Linked DNA regions of Rattus norvegicus: region 1 is linked to region 2. The links are chromatin contacts, called in public Hi-C maps. All regions are on one chromosome and are shown on one strand. The core of a region is the stretch at or near the end of the contact, and the rest is flanking DNA. Distances in the headings are between cores, read along the strand shown. Region 1 holds the start of Afg3l2 (AFG3 like matrix AAA peptidase subunit 2). Region 2 overlaps Cidea (cell death-inducing DFFA-like effector a).

Region 1 (6,824 bases), core at 4,242-6,741, 77 kb before region 2:
GGCACCAGGTGGCCCACGGATGCCAGCGCTAACGTGAGGTGGAGTTCCTGTGTTTAATATTTACCACTACACATTGTGTCACCCTGCATGGCGCCATGCTTCTTCCCACCGTGATAATGGATTGAACCTCTGAAACCAGCCCCGGTGAAGTATTTTTCTTTAGAAGAGTTGCAGTTGACCCGGTAGTGGTGGCTCACATCTTTTATCCCAGAACTTGGGCGTCAGAGGCAGGCAGATCTTGAGTTTCAGGCCAGCTTGGTCTACAAAGTGAGCTCCAGGACAGCAACAACCATAAAGCCCAAACGAAGACAAGGCACTGGCATAGGGTGGGGATTCGGGACACCATATTGTCATGCAGCGACTACGTTCAGCTTTTGGAAGAACAGCTCGCATCTTTCCATAGCAGCAACACTCCTGACACTCCTGCCTGGATGTTTCAGCTTCTCCTCATCTTTTTTTTTTTTTTTTTTTTTTTGGTTCTTTTTTTCGGAGCTGGGGACCGAACCCAGGGCCTTGCGCTTCCTAGGCAAGCGCTCTACCACTGAGCTAAATCCCCAGCCCAGCTTCTCCTCATCTTGCGCATACTTACTGCCTGTCATGGTAAATATGAAGTCATGTCTCACTGGACGTTCAGTCTTTCACCTCTGAATCGGATGCTAACTGGGCTTTCCCACAGTTATCTTTTCTAATCGAATTAAGGAATGTCCCATTTGGTCCCAGGGTGACGAGTGTTTTCATCACGCAATGGTGCTAGGTGCGTGTCCGCCAATACTTTGTCTCTATCAACTGATATGATTGTACAATTTTCTCATCATTCTATTGATCTGACATCCCCCCTCACCAACTTTCCATTTCTAAGTAAATCTCACTTGGTCATGATGTGTATTTTAAATATGTAAGAGTGCGCCTAACTCTGTGTTTAGTTTTCGGGAATTTTGTTCAGGCTTCTCGTGCATAGCTGTCTGTAAGATATGTTGGCTAAGATTATTGTTTGTATTCTGGGTTTTGGTGCCAGTAATCAAAGAGTTAGAGAATCCCTTTCTCTTCTCTTCTTTAAACACTTTGTCAAAGATTAAAGTTAATGACCGCCTCCCACCCCCAGCCCTCCACATACACACACAGGATTTCTCTGAGTAACAACCCTGACTGTCCTGGAACTCACTCTGTAGACCAGACTGGCCTTGAACTCACAAGAATTCACTAGCTTCTTCAGACCAAGTGCTAGGATTAAAAGTGTGTACCACCACTCCTGGCTTAAAGTTAATGTCTTTTTTAATTGCTTGGTAAAATTTACCACAAAAGTCACCTGGTCCTGTGTGATGGTTTGCATATGCTTGGCCCAGGGAGTGGCACTACTAGAAGGTGTGGCCTTGTTGGAGGAAGTGTGTCACTGTGGAGTGGGCTTGGAGGCCCTCCTCCTAGCAGCCTGGGGATGCTCAGTCTGTTCCTGGCTTCCTTGGGTTGAAGATGTAGAACTCTCAGCTCCTCCTGCACCAGGCCTGCCTGGATGCTGCCATGTTCCCTCCTTGATGATAATGGACTGAACCTCTGAACCTGTAAGCCAGCCCCGATTAAATGTTGTCCTTATAAAACTTATATTGGTCATGGTGTCTGTTCACAGCAATAAGACTCCAACTAAGACATCCTGGATTTTCTTTCTTAAAATGCAGAGACGGCTCAGTGGTTAGGAGCGCTTGTGGATCTCACAGAGGCCCCCGTTCAGTTCCCAGCACTCACTGGCAGCTCACAAGTGTCTGGAGGTCCAGTTCCAGGGGACCCAACACTCTCTTCTGTCACACATGTGATGTACATACAAACATGCAAGCAAAACACTCATACACATACAATAAAGAAATTGGGATAGAGAGATGGGATCCAATGCCTTTTCTGGTGTGTCTGAAGACAGCAACAGTGTACTTATATATAATAAATAAATAAATCTTAAAAAAAGACTTAAAAGTTTCAATGTTTTTAATTTTTGCTTCAATCTCTTGCAGTCCATTAAAAACTTGTTTCTATTTAAATTCCTTTAGTCCTAGGGACTTGTTCTGTTTAAATATAAGAAAGCAGACTTGTGGGGCTGGAGAGATGGCTCAGCGGTTAAGAGCACTGACTCCGCTTCCAGAGGTCCTGAGTTCAATTCCCAGCAACAACATGGTGGCTCACAACCATCTGTAATGAGATCTGATGCCCTCTTCTGGTGTGTCTGAAGACAGCTACAGTGTATGCATAAAATAAATAAACCTTTTTTTTTAAAAAGAAAAGAAAGCGGACTTGTTCATCTCTCTTGTATTTGATTGTTTAAAACCGTACTTTTACCATCATTCTGCCGAGTTTTTGTTTTTTCTTTTAGAACATTTACATCTTTAGGCTGATGGTAGTGACCCACTTTCATTTCCAATCGTATTTATTTGTTTCTGTGATGTTGGGATGGAACCAGAAGCGTGAGCACGTTAGAGGTGGTGTTCTGCCACTGAGCGGCCCACCCTGCCGTTGTAGGCATTTTCACTATTTTTATTAAAGATTCAATTCTATACATTTTTTGGAGGTGTGAAACAGGATTTTTCTGTGCAGCCCTGACTATTCAGGAACTCGTTATGCAGACCAGGCTGACTGGGAACTCAGAGATCCAACTGCCACTGCTTCTACAATGCCGAGATTAAGGCTATGAGCTCTCATGTTCTATGGAGCTTCTCCTCTTCATCTTCCTCCTCCTCCTCCTCCTCCTCCTTTTTCTTCATCATCTTCTTCTTCATCTTCTTCTTCTCCTTCTTTTTCTCCTTCTTCTCCTCCTTCTTCCGGTTACAATAGACATGTATTTAAAGTGAGACATATGTAGAGCAAATAATTCTTTTTCTTTTTCTTTTTTTTTTTTTCGGAGCTGGGGACCGAACCCAGGGCCTTGCGCTTGCTAGGCAAGCGCTCTACCACTGAGCTAAATCCCCAACCCCAGCAAATAATTCTTAAATTGTGATTGGGGTTGAAATAACCTCATAAAGATATGGGGAGGCCAGGCGCACCCACAGATCTTAACTACAAGATCACTACAAGACCACTCTTCTCTCTCCTTTCTTTCCTGAATAACCTCTCTCTGATAGGGTTCAAGGTGGAATTAGTCCTCCTCATATTTTGTCCACTGGTCCTTAGGCGAGATCTGATGCCTCACAGTCAGGTCTAGGGCTCTCTTCGTTTGAAACATTGTCCTTATAAAGGTCCTCAGGAAGCCTTCTTATGGCTTCTTTTACATCTTCAGTTTCATGTACTGTATCATCTCGCATTAACTCCAGTTTACTGAATCCTGTAGCATCATAACACCACATTCGAAAACCATCCCGCCACCCACTTGATGCTGCAACTGCGGGTCTGCCCTCCATTTGACCCCTTCTTCTTTATGATTTTTTAAAAAAGATTTATTTATTTTATGTATATGAATGTACTGTAGCTGTCTTCAGACACACCAGAAGAGGGCATCAGATCCCATGACAGATGGTTGTGAGCCACCATGTGGTTGCTGGGAATTGAACTCAGGACCTCTGGAAGAGCAGGCAGTGCTCTTAACCACGGAGCCATTTCTCCAGCCCCTGTGGATCTGCCTTTATGTCTTTTTTTCTTTCTGCTGTAATTTTACTCATTTACTTATCTGAGGCAGCATCTCCTGTATGTGAGGGTGACAAAGCTGAGGATGACCCTGAAATCCTGACCTTACTGCTTCTCCCTCCTAAGTGCTGAGATTACGGGTGTGTGCTATCATGTCCAGTTTGTGTGCACGGAGGAATCGAGCCCAAGTCGTTCTATAAACTATAAATACATTTGACTGAGCCACATCTCCGAGCCTCACTTCAGTTTCTTTGCCTAGAGCGGAAGCTGAGGACACTGATCTAACATAAACCTGTAAGTGTAATAAAAAAAAAATCCATGTAATTACAGCTCTCACTTCATCTACAATTTCTCTCTGAGATGAGATGTTTTATTATTTTTATTTATATTAAAATGATTCCTAACGTTCAATTTCCTTTTGACACATGGGTTGCTTAAAAGCACACTGTTGGTAACAAACAAACTAAGGGGAAAAAAGGAAAAGAAAGAAAGGAAGGAAGGAACTTGCAGGAAAATGGATGGAACTGACAAACATTAATCAAGGTAATCCAAACAAATACTGTGCGTTTTCCCTCATATGTGGCCCCTAGTCTCTGTGAAATATTCTGGAAGTAAACAAGGGTTAAGGCTAGGAATCCAGAAAGGCAGCCATGAAACTGGACAAAAAAAGGCTTTGAGGGAAGGTGGTGGTGCAGACAGTAGAGCAACGTGGAAGGGGAGATTGGGGCAAAAGGGTATAGTAGTGAAGAGAAAGTCGAAGGGAAGGTTAGACCCAAAGGAACAACTATGAGCCTTCTTTATGGAAACCTGTCACTGAGTCATCACCCAGCCCCACTGTTGGTCTTTCTCTGATCCCGATTTCTGGTTTGGTTCTGTTGTGGCTAGCAAGTATACATTGTAGGGTCTCACTACTTATGATTCATGGTTGTCTGGGTAAATAAACCTGAAAATACTGTGCCCAGGAAATTTCTTTTTCTGTCCTTGTCTGTGGTGCTGGGAATTGAACTTAGGCATTCACACATGCAAGTCATGTGGAAATTTTCTATAAATATCAACTAGGTTTAGTTTAGTCATTGTGATGCTGGGTTAGACACGAGGATGAATAATGCTTGGGGTTATTAAAGGGACTAAACACAGCCCGAGACAATTTGGCTCTGGTTTTGCAACACCCCAACTCTTCACGATCAGGTAGTTCTGACCAGTCACTCAGCATTGCAGAATCTTTAACACAACCTCAGTTCACAGTAGTGTTTGAGGACAGCCAGAGCTATGAGCCTGTCCCAAATAGCACCAGGAGAAAATAAGTAAGTAGATGTCTTGGCCTTTGCGGAACTTGCCTCATGCCCGTCAGTGAGCAATCAGTTAACTACTCGGTAAGTAGTCAGAGATGAATGCTAAAATGTCAAACAAGACCAGTGGTCTCTAGTCCTGAATGAAAAATGGTCCTTTTCCATAGAGCCTCGGGTCAACTCTTTAAGGTCCGCCCTCGAACCTTTGCTCTCCTTATTTGGCCCCTCCTGCTTTCCTTCTTCGGTCCCTCCCTCAGACCCGCCTCTCCTGTGCCGATCCTCTTTAGGCCCCGCCTCCTGCCCGCCTCCACACTGCCCTTCGCACCAGCTTTACCCCGCCTTGACCTCGCCTCCAAAGCTCTCATTTGCTACCACCGCCAGCCCCTCCCCACCACAGTCTTCCAACTCCGCCCCAGCCCCGCCCAGCCCCGCCATCAACTATTTCTCCTCTGACCCGCCTCCTTTGGGCTCACCCAACCACGCCCCTCCAGTTCTTTAGTAGGCCACGCCCTTCACCCCCGCTCCACTCTTCCTTTACTCCGGCCTCCAGTCCTACCCCTTCCCTACCCGAGAGCGTGGTCCGCCGCCTGGAGGGCACGTCGACGTCCGCACGCTGGGGCGGGGCCTGACGAGCGCGCGTGGAGCGTGGGTTCGCGTTCTGCCGCGGGTCTCCTGCGCCGGTGGCGCGCAGCTCCCGGATAAGTTGCGGAAGCTGAGGGTTGCCGACCGCCGGCTTTGGCTCGGTCCCTGCGCGCGCCCCGGAGCGGGCCGGGCCCATCATGGCTCACCGCTGCCTGCTGCTGTGGGGTCGGGGCGGCTGCCGTCGCGGCCTTCCTCCCCTGCTCGTGCCCAGCGGCTGCCTGGGTCCCGGCCGGCGGCCCTGCCTCCGTACGGTGAGTCCCGCGTCGCTGCTGCTCCCTCCGGCCAGCTTCCGGCTAGGGCGCAGGTGTCAAGGTCACCGGCCGGGGACGCGTGACGGCCTGAGTCTCCTGGTCCCCGTGGGTGGTATTTCTCCTGACCCCGGGGCCCTGTGGACCGCGCTGTGGTGAGTGGCGCTCTGAGCCCGGGAAGGTCACGCCTCTGCTTTGCTACTCGCTGCCGTGGTCTCGTTGGCTTTCGTGCCACTGGAAAAGGACAGTCGAGTGGACTGCACCGGCGAGCTGGAGGGGAGAGAGAGGGCTGTGGAACTTCCCTTTCCGAACATCTGTTGAATTTGGAGGGCCGTTGCTGGCATCCGGAATACAAATGCCACTGGTGTCATTCATATATATATATATATATATATATATATATATATATATATATATATATATATATATATAGTTCAGGTTAGGGCCTATGTATTTAGTTGCATAACAGCGCCTATCCGGAGGCTTCGCTGCTCTTGTAGGGCCACACACTAACTACCTAGTACCTTTTATTGAAGTGATGTTGTGTTGTGTTGGCAGGACCATGACACAGCTTCTTGCTGTGTGCCAGTCCAGCATAGGTTTTACCCGGAGGTACATAGCATGGCGGTTGAGAAATGTGATTGGTTGCTTGAACCTGGCTAGACAACTTACTGTCCAGCGTCTTTGAGGTGATTAGTCTAGCCTCTTCACTTAGAAGCTAGAGGTAATAATACAGCAGCCTTTCAGTTTCTGGAGGGGATTAATGCATGGACCCTTACCAAACTTAAAGGATGCATGCCCTCCTATGGGCTTTGGTTTGTTTATGTTTTGTTTGGGGATTTTTGAGATGAGGTCTTACTGTATAGCCCAGGCTAGCCTCCAGGATCTCCCACCCGATCCTCCTAATCATGCTGGCTCTTCGCTTATCCGCTCATTTCTAGATTGTTTCAGTACCTAATGTGGTCGTAAACCGTTAGTAAGTAGACTTTACATCCTAACACTCAATGAACAGTGACCAAAACCCAACCCAACCCACTCTTCCCCACAC
Region 2 (6,722 bases), core at 2,282-4,781:
TTTTAAAATTCTCTGGCTTCGAACTCCTGGGCTGGAAGGAAGGCTCTCACTCAGGAAGCTGGGGGCCTTGCTGTGTGGAACTTGAGTTGTTTTGAAGACCTGAACCAGGAGGGGGGAAGATAACAATCCGAGAGCAATGATGAAAGGCTCTCGGTTTACTCTGGAAGCAAAACTCTCCTCTTTACGTTCCTGGTTCAAGAGAGACAAACAGTGCCCAGGGTAGTTGCAGCAGCAGCAGCAGCAGCAGCAGCAACAACAACAACAACAACAACAACAACAACAACAACAACAACAACAACAACGGCACCTACAGCTCATGCAGCCATGGGAATCTACAGAAGCAGAGCTCAGCTTGTGGTCCAGGTCGAGCCCCTCCACAGTGACTCTGTGAGTCCTGGCTCAAACGTGCAAAATCCCCTTCTCCTTGAACTGCTTAGAAAGGTCAGTCCTCCTGCATCACCCACCCCACCCTGGGACGAAGGTGACTCAGAACGGGAGAGACAGCAGTGACAGTCTGTTAGGTGTTGGGAACAAGCAAAAGAACTGTATTCTAAGTACTACCATTTCATTTGCAGACTCCATTTAATTATAGGGAGAAAGTAAATTCAAGGTCTCAGGCCCTAGGGGAGCTGGGGACTTCCAGTAGCTGAACAGCTTCTGCTGTAAGGAGAAAGTTGTTTGAGTCCAGATACCCCAGGGACAACTTCTCCATCTCGCTGTCGGGGTCACACTAAGTTCATGGTCCCAGGTCCAGGAATCGACCGACTCCTATCCTGATTGACGGAAACTCCCTCGATCAACTTACGTCAAAATATGAGAGAGAGAGAGAGAGAGAGAGAGAGAGAGAGAGAGAGAGAGAGAGAGAGGAAGGAGAGGAAGGAGAGGAGAGGAGAGAGGGCAGCAAAAAGGGTAGAGAGAGAAGAAAGAGGAGAGAGAAGAGAGAGACAGGGAGAGAGGGAGAGGTGGTGGTGGTAACTGTTGGGCATAGTCTAGAAGGAACACTAACAATAGCCCTGTCTACAGAGTGAGTTCCAGGACAGCCAGGGCTGCTACACAGACCCTGTCTTGAAACAAAACAAACAACAAAACACCCCACCCCCAAAAAGGAAAAGAAAAGAAAGAGCAGGAAGTCTGTGGCTGTGTGAGTAGGAAGAACTTGGATGAGAGGAGCCCCAGCTGTAGGCTCTGGTGTCTTTGGGGGGGGGGTGGCCTGTGTGTCTCGTGGGAAGCAATTGTTTTACAAAGAGTGGATAAGAGTGGCAGAGGAATTGTGTGTGGCCCAGGGACAGATGCTGCCAACCAAAGGCATGATGCTCACATTGAAAATTTCTGCAAACACCATGCTGGTGCAGCATACCTTTAATCCCAGCACTCAGGAGGCAGAGGCAGGGGGTTCTTTGTGAATTTGGGGCCAGCCTGGTCTACATAGTGAGTTCTAGATCAGGTAAGGCTATGTAATGGGACCATCTCGATGATGATGGTGATGATGACGATGGTGATGATGGTGGTGGTGATGGTGATGGTGATGATGATGATGGTGGTGATGGTGATGGTGATGATGGTGGTGATGATGGTGGTGGTGATGGTGGTGATGGTGATAATGGTGATGGTGGTGGTGATGATGGTGGTGATGGTGGTGATGATGATGGCGGTGATGATGGTGGTGATGATGATGTTGATTATGATGGTGGTGATGATGATGATGGTGATGATGATGGTGGTGGTGGTGATAAAGATAAGTTTTGTGCAAAGTGAGTTTTCCAGGAATGGAATTTCTGGGCCACTTAAGTTGAATCCTAATTTTACAGATAGAGGCTTGGACAGCACATTCTGCTCCTGCAGTGGGGGTTTACACTGGAGCCTGGCTTTGGCCATGAGGGAATAACTTATGGACTACTTCATTCTATGTTCTTAGAGTTTGGATGACACATGGACCCCACTGTGGCAAAACACTTGGGATCAGGCCACCGGCCACACGGTAGAGGCACTGGCATGTCTTTGTGTATATGGGGACAGCCACAGTGGGCATAGGCAGCTGTTTTTAGTTTGTCTGAAGAAAGAGATCCACTTAGAAACATCAAGGTGAGGCTCATGGGACTCTGCTCATGGAAGAGTCTTGTTCTTGCAGAGGACCTGGGTTCTGTTCCCGGCACCCATGGAGTTGCTCAGAACCATCCGTAACTCCAGTTCCAGGTGATCTTATACCCTCCTCTGACCACTATGGGCACCAAGCACACACATGGTACACATACATACATGTAGATAAAACGTCCATATACATAAAATAAAATGTAAAAATATGGGGAAAAGGAATATCAAGATCAACATAGTGTCAGGGTCATGAACTCTGAGCTCATGAGAACCTTTCTTTCTTTCTTTTTCCCCCCTGAGTTGTTATTCTAGACACAAATTAGAATTCGTGTGCTTGTCTCTATTCATCATCCAGGATACACAGCTCTTGACAAGGAGTGGGCTAGCACCAGACACCCGGCACGGCCTTCTCCTGCTGAGCCAGTTCTGCCTGCTCCTGCTTTTCTCCAAGATGTTTGGTGGGAGAAAAACCAAGATTAAAGTGAAAGTGTTACGTTTGGAAAAACGGCTGCCCAATTAGACCCAGAGAAAGAGCTGTGTCTTGCTAAGGCCCTCCCATATATAGCTATATAGGGTGATTATTAACTGTTCTCTCTCTCTCTCTCTCTCTCTCTCTCTCTCTCTCTCTCTCACACACACACACACACACACACACACACACACACCACACCACACCACACACAGCTTCAAAGGCTCTTTAAAGAGCCCTCTGCAGGGAGTCTTTGATGACACAATACCAATCTTTGTGGCTTCCTCCCAGCAGGTCTTCCTGTCTCTGAGTATTCTGGGAGAAGCTGACCTTTCAGGGTCATTGACTCACTCAGTTAGCTGGAGTCAAAAGCGGGCAGACCACCACCTGTTCGGAGCCAGGTGGTCCTCCTGGCCACAAGTCCCTTCTCACAGGGAGCCCGGTCCCTCCCCAGGTCTCCCTTGGTGGCATCCTTCACTCCCCCACCCTCCCTGACTCGCATTCTGCGAGGAGAAGGACAAGCCCCTCTCGCTGGCAACTGAGTAATGGGAGTCAGAGAAGTGGCTGACTCAGCAGGAGCAATCCGGAGTGAAAATTCCTTTTTTGGAAGCCAGGCTGTGGCTTCCCAGGAGGGTGGGATCCTGGGGAAGTGATGCGAACCCGAGGGGGGGCGGGGAACTGAGTTCTGAGGCCGCCCATTCAGATCCCACCCCCTTCCCTCCTGGGCTGTCACTGCAGAGCTCCCGCACCCCGCTCCTTTTATAGGATTGACATCCAAGGACGCGCGTGCGCGCGCGCCGTATATGTGTGTGTGTGTGTGTGTGTGTGTGTGTGTGTGTGTGTGTACACGCGAGTGAGATGGTGAACAGGGGGACTCCTAGTCTTAGTGTCTTTTCAGTAGAGTGAGAATAGGCCTCTGGACCACAGTTCTCATCAGCAAAGTCACCGCTAGGGAAGAGGCTGACTCAACAGGATGGATCTAACAGGAGCAGATGTGTCTCCCGATGTGTCTCTCCCGGGGACTATTACTCTTCAGTCAGGGGACCGCACCTCTTTTCCTCTGGGGAGTCTACTCCCTGCTTTGATGACAGGGTAGGAGAGACACAGAGACTCCCACACAGAGGCCCAGGGCGACACTCACTGGCTTTCTTTTGAGCACGGTGACCCAGTGATAAAGCTCCCTTCAAAGGAAGAACCAGGTGAGAAACAGGCTTCTCACAAGGCGCTTTGAGGGCCTACACCCAGCTGAGCATCAGCGAGAACCCACAGCCAGCAGGGCTTTTGCCTTGGCCGGTGATAGGCAGAGCTTGGCTCTTGGCCGCAAAGGTTCTCTTGGCAGCATGGCAACACTTTGCCTCCAACGCGAGTTCTCATAGTTCTGTTGCTTTCTAGAAGCAAAGCTGAAACTACCGGCCACCCCCAGAAAGCCCTTTATGCAGGTCCTTAAGCTTTAGGGACTTTGGGACTCATTAAAAGCCTTTAAAGGGGCAGAGGCGGGGGGTGGGGGGTGGGAGTGGGGGCGGGGGCGGGGGCGGGGTTGGGAGCGAGAGCAGGGGCAGGGGCAGGGGCAGGGGCAGGGGCAGGGGCAGGGGCAGGGGCAGGGGCAGGGGCAGAAAATAGCACGTAGATGAAGGGCTTGCTGTATATGATTGCAGATCTGAGTCTGAATCCCCAGAACCCACGTAAGGCTGATACTTAAAATCAGTGGTTCTCAACTTGTGGGTCGAGACTACCACAGGGGTGGCCTATCAGACATCCTGCATTATCAGATATTTACATTAGGATTCACAACAGCCGCAAAGTTACAGCTATGGAGCAGCAAAGAAATAATTTTATGGTGGTTGTGGGGTCACCACAGCATGAGGAACTGTATTAAAGAGTTGAAGCGGAGTTGGGGATTTAGCTCAGTGGTAGAGCGCTTGCCTAGCAAGCGCAAGGCCCTGGGTTCGGTCCCCAGCTCCGAAAAAAAGAAAAAAAAAAAAGAGTTGAAGCATTAGGAAGGCTGAGAACCGTTGGTTTACATGTACCATGGATCTACAATCCCAGCACTCCTACGGCCAGCTGGAGGTGGAGACCCAAGAATCCCCAGAAGTGTGTGCTAGCCTGTGTGGCTTTCTAAACAGGGTGAGGACTGACCCCCCCCCCCCCAGGTCGTCCTTTGTCCTCCACACATATGCCATGGTACCCGTGTGCTTGCACTCACACTATATGTATACACACACAGGAGAGAGGCAGAGATTCTTTGGTGGGAAAAAGTAAATCAAATATAATCCAGGCTTGTTACTTTTGCACTGAGTACTGATAAGGATTAAACAACAATGGGGCTGGAGCAATGACTCAGTGGTTAAGAGCCCTGGCTTTCCAGAGGACCCAGGTTCCATTCCAAGCACCCACTCACAACTGTCTAGAACTCCTCTGAAGAGATCTGGCGCCCTCTTCTGGCCTTCTGGGGCAGCGCATGCACATGTTGCATAGACACCACACAAGTAAACACACACACACACACACACACACACACACACACACACACACACATACACACACGCCAAATAATATAATAAAGTTAAAAAGAAAGATCAAACAGCAGTGGTATCTATCTTTCTGTCTTTGGCTCTGGTTTTCGTTCTGTGTGAGTGGTCCTCTCCAGAGAGACAAACCAGTTGCAAGGAAGCACGGCAAGTATTAATGGCGAGTCTTGTGTTTGGTTTATTACAATATGCAAGAGACTGATTCGTATGTTCCCAGACACTCTGCTGTTAGTCGCTTCCTAAAGCTCTTGAAAGGCCCATCTGCCTCCTTTCTCTTGCGGGAATCCTGCTGCTCGGTCCTGCCCTGGGTACCACCACCAAACCCCGTTCCTTCCTCTGACATCCCACAGCCTGTAACAGATGGTAGAGAATTTGCGTGAAAGCTGGGTCCCTGGACCTCTGTATCTGTGATCTGATTACATGAACCAGCCTTTGGCGCTAGCCTTGGGGGATGGCTGCTCTTCTGTGTCACCCAGTGCTCGGAGCACATAAGCGCCCGCATAAACCAGGAACTGTCCGGTCACCTGGGCAGCATAGGATGCGAACCGCAGCAGACTCCTGCAAGAAAGCAAGAGAAAGACACATCAGGCGTGCGATTCTCTGGGCTGGCCAGAGATGGAATGATGGGAATGCCTTACCCCACCCCACCTTACTAAGCTCCAAGGGGGCACCAATCATGTTGGGAGTTGCGGCATCCATGTAATACCACTTTCAAAGCACACAGTGTCTGATTGCTCCCTGGTGGGCTGCCAGTACTCTCCAGCGCCACCTACTGGGGACAGGGCCCTCAAGCAACTTTGGCAGGGGCCTGCCTAAGTAGAAACTCCCACAGAACCTCGGCACAGAGCATGTGCTTGCTATCCGAGGATTCTAGCAGCCAGGTGACTGTGAGGGGCTTGCTCCTACAACCCCAAGGTCAAGGTGACAAGACCAGTAAAACTGAGGAAAATGGTTGAAAGAACCAGAATTATGATCCTCTGATAGGGCATGTGGAGGCTAGGTCGTTGGGGGTGTTTCAACTTGCTCCTCACAACAAGAGGACACTTTGCCCTGTCCTAGCCTCTGAAGTCCCGAGACTGAACTAGTCTCATTTCAGATTAGGTCCAACAAAAAGTGTTTCCTCATGTTCTAATTCTCTTCCTGGTCTCCGAAGTTTTCTCTCCAGTTTTCACATCAGCGGAACGTCTGGGCCAGGTCCCATGGCGTGCGAGCGCGTGGTGCGAGCGTGGTGCGAGCGTGGTGCGAGCGTGGTGTGAGCGTGGTGCGAGCGTGGTGCGAGCGTGGTGCGAGCGTGGTGCCAGCATGGGTGTGTCCCTTGCTGGGTATTGGACCTAGGGCCTCTAACACGCCAGGCAAATGACTTACCACTGAGCTATTTCACACTTACATCAAAAAGCACAAAGTCCAGTTGGGGATGTAGCTTTGCGCTTTTTGGTATAAGTCTGTGATCTAAAAGTTAAGTTGAAGACCACGTGGGTCAGAGCACACCGGTTGACAACAGAGGATCCAAGCCCTGTTGTTGGGCTCTGGGGCAGAAGACAAGTTAGGAGGAGCCACCTGTCCCACACGTGGGTGTGTCCAGACCCCCACTGTGCCCCCACGATATCCCCTGGAGTTTGTTACCTTAACAAGGC

Evidence for each region. Hi-C and Micro-C count contacts between places; a contact is called where the count stands out from the background.
Region 1: a contact with region 2 is called in a Hi-C map of the A7r5 cell line, with 2.6 times the contacts expected there. The contact joins the promoter of Afg3l2 here to the enhancer-like site in region 2. A contact is called at or near these places in 9 of 12 Hi-C or Micro-C datasets (the A7r5 cell line, the Rat2 cell line, Schwann cells and 5 more).

What each region holds. Positions count from the first base shown.
Region 1 is chr18:63,267,667-63,274,490 of GRCr8, reverse strand. Afg3l2 (AFG3 like matrix AAA peptidase subunit 2) reads left to right here and starts at 5,491. Exons shown (of 17, transcript NM_001134864.1): 1 at 5,491-5,779. The coding sequence starts at 5,666. It also overlaps a transcript of Prelid3a not described here and the pseudogene LOC134482954.
Region 2 is chr18:63,188,905-63,195,626 of GRCr8, reverse strand. It overlaps Cidea (cell death-inducing DFFA-like effector a), which reads right to left. Exons shown (of 5, transcript NM_001170467.1): 4 at 6,712-6,722; 5 at 5,247-5,646. The coding sequence ends at 5,505. Among named protein-coding and RNA genes, the nearest start is that of Tubb6, 21 kb to the left of the region's middle. Within about 2 kb of position 3,531, at least 48 of the 93 cell types and tissues checked have an H3K27ac peak or open chromatin away from gene starts, as enhancers often do. A contact at or near this core is called in the A7r5 cell line and Schwann cells, where this site is marked.